2 separate regions of the Hordeum vulgare genome follow, and region 2 is linked to region 1. The links are chromatin contacts, called in public Hi-C maps. All regions are on one chromosome and are shown on one strand. Each heading gives the region's core, a stretch centred on a gene start, on an enhancer-like site or on the middle of the called end of the contact. The rest is flanking DNA. Distances are from core to core; before and after follow the strand shown.

What was found. A called contact is a pair of places that touch in the nucleus more often than the background predicts.
Region 2: a contact with region 1 is called in a Hi-C map of leaf, with 2.5 times the contacts expected there. The contact joins the enhancer-like site here to the promoter of LOC123396129 in region 1. A contact is called at or near these places in 3 of 6 Hi-C or Micro-C datasets (leaf and seedling) and 1 of 1 datasets of contacts at active chromatin or transcription factors (embryo).

The regions. Positions count from the first base shown.
Region 1 is chr5H:425,234,890-425,237,937 of MorexV3_pseudomolecules_assembly, reverse strand. It overlaps LOC123396129 (putative 1-phosphatidylinositol-3-phosphate 5-kinase FAB1C), which reads left to right and starts at 1,558. Exons shown (of 12, transcript XM_045091179.1): 1 at 1,558-2,052; 2 at 2,144-2,435; 3 at 2,729-3,048. The coding sequence starts at 2,146.
Region 2 is chr5H:425,267,733-425,270,780 of MorexV3_pseudomolecules_assembly, reverse strand. No RefSeq gene overlaps it. Among protein-coding and RNA genes, the nearest start is that of LOC123396129, 33 kb to the right of the region's middle. Within about 2 kb of position 1,395, at least 3 of the 3 cell types and tissues checked have open chromatin away from gene starts, as enhancers often do. A contact at or near this core is called in leaf and seedling, where this site is marked.

The DNA of each region.
Region 1 (3,048 bases), core at 309-2,808:
GTGTTAGAATAAAGCCAAATCCATATAAGTTTTTAAACGCGTGTTCACCCCTCCCCTCTAGACGACATCATGGTCCTTTAAATTTTATGCATCTCTAGCCTATATATATATAGTTTTATTTTTCTATTTATATATGTTTAATTGCCTACGAAAATATTTTTTGGTTGCATAGTGTTACTATCTACACTCCAAAATGTACGATTTTTACATTAAACTATGACCAAATCTTCTTTATATTTGACAACTAATTAACATGCTAGGAAAACACCGTACCATTAGAATCTTCATATTTTTTTTGAATTTAAACATCTTTTAACTAGTATATATTTTTTAAACAACGACCAATGTAGCATCTCAAATATTGCGCTCCTTTAGAGAAAAAGTATGCAACTTCGCACTGAATGAGTATTTAATGTTATCACATAATATTAAAATATCATTATATTATATTATGTATACTTCCTCGACTATGTGCATCGAGTGCATTTTTTGAGGGTATGTGCGTCCAGTGCATTGATAACAAATATATAAGCAAATAAAGTACCCTACATCAAAGATCTACATAGTCCGCCATTAATTATGTCCCATTATTAAGACATAGATAAAAAGAATCAATGCATTTCACTTTCCTTAGACCAGGCATGCTTTTACAATTATGTACTCTGTTCGTTTCAGAATATAAGGTGTACTATTTTTCGTGCAAGTCAACCATTTAAATGTTTGGCCAAGATTATAAAATAAACTAACGATATATGCAATACCGAATAGATAAAATATGAAATTACTTGTCATGATGGTTCAAATGATATGAACTTTATATTATGGGTGTTGGTATATGCTCCTACAAACTTGGTCAAACATGATCTTGTTTGACTTAAAAAATACACCTTATATAAATAAACGGAGGGAGTAGTTAGTAACATGCAATGACAAGTGTAATAGATAAGGGTATGTTTACCGAGGGATATATTTTCGTTGCGGTTAATAATCAACATCTAGTCTCCCCATCCCTTTCTATAAAAAATATTCTCTTCATATTTGTCAGGAATTACAAGGCATATTTTGTTTTATGAGATATTTTCATTATCTTTCCCAAGCTTTCTCCTTCAAAACTAAACTTAGTGATACAAGTATATTTAAATCCTACCATTATATGCCATTGATAATGGCCCATTATCAACAATGATACATATAATTTTTCATTTCATTCTATTTTAAATATCGTCCACTTACACGTGTTCGCGTGTAGAACACACGCGTCACCATGCCATCACATGTGTTGCATATACACTTCACACTCGTGCGCTGCGAAAACAATGGTAAGACCTAGTTTCCGCACGTTCGCGGTCTGTTTTTAAAGTGGACAGTGAATTATTTTAGGTTATTAATAATCAGCAAAAAATAATCAAGAAAAGATGGACATCATTAAGTGCCACAGATAAGATTACATCGACATCCATTGCATATTTCCTTGCATTATTGCATATTTCCTTGCATTGATAATCATCCGTCCTATAATAGGTACCCCCGCCATATATCCACCGTACTCCACAATTCCACAAGGCGAAACCGGAAGGAGGAAACGGGATTTCGACAGCGCACGCCGCTTCCCCTCGCCGTTAGCGTCCCCATTTTACGGTGTCACATTCCTACTACTAGTATTCACTCTCAAATCTCCCTCCCAATCTCCATATCCGTATAATAAGCACCGCCGCTTCGCCGCCGCCGCCCGCCTTCCCCTGCCCTCTCCCTCCCCTCCAAGCTCTCGCCAACGCACGCGTTCCCACCCCTCCAAAGCTCCCAAATCTGCAGCCAAGCCGCGCTTCTCCGGCCCCGATCCTCTCGCCGCTGCCCGCCGCTCCCGCATTGGCTGAATCCCCGCTCCACCGCCTCCTCGCCGGAGCCCCGCTCCATCGCGTCCTCGCCGGAGCACGGCTCCATCTCCCAGCGCCCCCGCCCCCCAGGGCCTGGGCACGCCAGTTAGTTCCGCGCGCGTTGGTGGGGGTGGACGGTGGCTTTGGGAGGAAGGAATCTTCCGCGCGTCCGCGTCGCGTAGGTTCGGCGCGCCCCGTTGTTTCTTGCTCCATTTTTCTGGCAGTTTTTTTTAGTCGGTTGGTTTGAGCGTAGCGTGGTGGTCTGGTAGGGATGGGCGTGCTGGATTTCGCGGCGATGGGCGCACCGGAGAAGGCCAGATCCCTCGTCGCCGACTACCCGCAGCGCCACATGCACAAGGGCGGCGCCGATGGTGACGCCCTCGCGCGCATAGAGACGCGACGCCGCCGATCGGTGGGGCATGGCGGCGGCCCGCCCGGGCGGCCAAACAGCCCGGCGTCGCCTGCCGAGCCGCCCACGACGCCGCTGCGGGCGCCCGAGGCGAGATCCAGGAGCAAAAGCGACGTGGCGCCGGGCTCCCCTCCTCCAGACCGCGATATTAGGTAACGAAAATCTCTGTCTCTATCTATAGTGCAAAACTAATTGGTTCCTAACACTAAACTATAGTAGTACTCCAAATGATATGGAAGTGAACTAGTAAATCATTTATTATTTACTTCCGTTGCCTGCTAATAAGTGTAAAATGTCTGGTCAATTACTTAGAATGGCTTTAATTATCGCCCCTCTTTCTTTGGAAGTAGTGGTTGATGTTGATGGATGCTGATGGCTTGAGGAGTAGAGGTTGGTTGTCTAGCTCTGGCCACTGTTGACGAGTTCTGAATGATTGTTGATGCAGGCAAGCGGACGACGAGGAGGCTCATGAACCCAGGGTCCAATTTTTAGCCCCTGGGACTTACTTCTTAAATGACTTTTCAGATACAGATTCTAGTGTTAGTGTTAGTAACTCAACATACAGATCGATGACCCCAAGCCCCACAGAGAGTCCTACTTGTGCCGCGAGGCAGAATGATGCTTCTGATAATGGTGCAATTGCAGCGATCGACTCAGATGATCCTCATGACCTGGCTGATGTTAGCATCGCTGAGAACAGCAGACCAAGCCATGGGCCATCCTCTATCTTCGACTTTGGTGATAATATTTGGTGCCCACCACCGC
Region 2 (3,048 bases), core at 146-2,645, 33 kb before region 1:
ATCACTTCCGTCACAGTCAACCCATGAGAGCTGGTCTCGGAGCTCATTGACTACTAGGGGTTGACCGCCATTTCTGGTTAGGCACCCGTGTTGATCTCTTGTTTATACGTGTAAACTTGGTGCACTAATAAAGCTTCGTGAAGTTGTCTAAAAAAGAAGATTTCTCTCGGTCGTAAACCACGCAACGGAGGCAACACACTCCTCAATCGATGAACCGAAGCAGTTTTGTCAATTTTGGGGGTCATGTGTCGTCGCACAACTCGCATAACCTTGTCAACGGGTTTGGCCCAAGCATATCACACAAACAATTTTTTTAATAATATAAATTACGTCATCCAAACATGAAGATTCTTGACGTTTGGTCATTACCAGGACCAGACGTTAGGATCATTGGCGTCTGGTCGTTTGCCACATTAGTATGTTAACGGGTCATCCGATTGTGCGAGACACGGACTAGACGCCAGCATCCAGCAAGGGCCATAACGTCTTCCTGCAATCAAGACGCGAGGAATATTGGCATGACCAAAACAGATAAAAAAAATTAAAAAAATTAATTCTACATTTTGGTAGTACACCCTCTGTATTGGAATATAAGCTACTCCAGCGACTTATATTCCGGTACGGAGGGAGTATATAAAACGTTAAAACATAAAATTTGTCCACGTGCCCAATGAACTTTCCCGGGGATGCCATGCCCACGCTGCATAAATGCGGGCTTAATTACCTCGCCGCCGACAACGTGAGCCGGCTATGATAAATGCGGTCACCGCACGTCCCGAGAAAGATTGTCCGAGATCACAGGGATCGACCGATCCAGAATCGCACTTGCACTCTTACACGGGTACGGGGCTGGGTGCACTTGACTGGTCACCACGCAAAGGCAAAGATAGAGGCAACAAATCCTCACGGGACGGGCGCCGAGGCCGGACACGGATGGCGGGCGAGCTGAGCGGATCACGCAAGAGTCTACCGGCGAAAACGGCACGCCATTGACCTGCACGAAAAGGCACACGAAACATTCCGCCCATTTCTCCCGGCGGGACGTCGTCACGCTTAACGGCGACGGCGCCATCAATGCTACGGGCGTCCACCTGCGGTCACGGGGATGAGAAGCGAAGCTTTCGATCGGTGCGACGCGCCCGTCACCTGACCTAAACCCGGCTCTTTTCCTGCAGGTTATTATCCCTCCACGTCAAAAGGCTCCGGTTGGCTCGCACGATACCTGTGGCTGTGAGCACCGATGGACGCAGGAAACCAGGGGTACACGACTCGGCCGAGAGCAAGTCACGAACGCGTCGAAGGACGGAGGCACGAGCGCGAGCGCGTCCGTCATGTGATCCGGCCCGCTGATCCGCGTGCACCCGCTCATCGGATCTCGGGTTCACGGGACGGGAGGCCTCGGGGGTTTCGTCCGTGGATGCGCGCCTCGTTCGACCAAGTAATAATCTCGGACTACGCCACCATCACGATGCCTTCCTTCCCATTTTCTTCTTCTTCTGTCTAACCTGCCCTGCGTGGAATGCACGCTTTGCCCCTGAGAATGAGGTGTCACTGTCTGCGGCGTCCATCGAGCGAGAGACCGGTTGTTTTCTTCGTGATCCTTTATCTGTGGCGAAAATGATCCGTATAGGCGATTCTTTGGTGACGAAAACTGAGTAGTAGACTAGACGATGGAAAGCTGGTGCTGACCCATCTTTGCACGTGTTTGCATTTTCTTCACAGGCAACTGAGTTTATTAAAAGAACGAACGTGAACAGGAGAGCTCAATATAAAACCAAAAGTCACATGAGGCCATCCCTGCAATTAACAGCATCGGCGAAGACACACTCGAGCTGTGTGCAAAACGCTTAAATGCAAATTAAAGCTAAGCAAAAGGTAAAATAAAATTCGTAAATACTGTACACATGGAGCATTTGACATCACAAGTTTAAAGTGGCATCACGTGCTTGAATTACTGGCACCACCATTGATTAACAGCTAGTATTGCGGCAAATTGTACTCGCTCTATCATAGTTTATAAGACATGCACGTGTATCTAGATCGTTAATTTAATTTATACAAAATATATTGTTTAACATAAAAATTATATCATTAAAAAAACATCTAAAGTTTATAATGATATGTTTTTTTGTTATATGTGCCTTTCATTAAGTTGGTCAAATTGACGACCTAAATACATGTGTTGGACTTGTAAACTGAGACGGACGGAGCATCTAAGATTGAAAAAACAATAAAATTGTCGAAATGGTAGGCTCATCCATGCAATTTCTTTTTCAAATAGACCTTTGTCCCGTTTTATAAAGCAACGGTTCAAATAACGGTCCATACAATTCACATACAAGTTCAACCACACATAGCAGCCGGGACAACGGGACATTCTAGCCCAAAGAAAATAAAAGAAATAAAAAAAGTCACCTAGTGACAAGAGAACGTCAGCCCTATCGGAATTCAAGACGACACGCCGTAGCGTGAAGCGCATCCATCATGCCATCCACACGGTCCCGGCCTCGCTGCCTAGAGAGGGGGTGCCAATGCTGCATAAAAGCAAGAAATTTGAAGGAGTTAGCCGACTGCCTCACGAAGATCTGTTCCATCACCATCTTATTGCGAGTCTTCCACACGGTCCATGCCATAGCGGCAAAGATCAGGCAGAATAGGCGGTGACGTCGTCTAGTGTGGTTGGCCCTGATTTGGAGGAACTCCGCGAGGTCGTGGGCCTGTGTCGGTGTCAAAACCGGCTTATCTCGGGTAGGGAGTCCCGAACTGTGGATCTCGGATCGATGGGTAACATGAGACAAGGGAGACAATATTTACCCAGGTTCGGGCCTCTTGATGGAGGTAAACCCATATGTCCTGCTCTTGTGTTATATCGATGATGGAGTATCGAATACAAAGTTGATCTACCTCGGGGTCGTATGTTGTGGTCTAAAACCCTAGGAGTAATGAACTTAATCTGCCCTCTGGACTAAAACCCTGTGGTTTATATATATACGAGGGGTACTAGGGTTACACAATGTCGGTTACACCAACGAGTAAACACGTCGATAT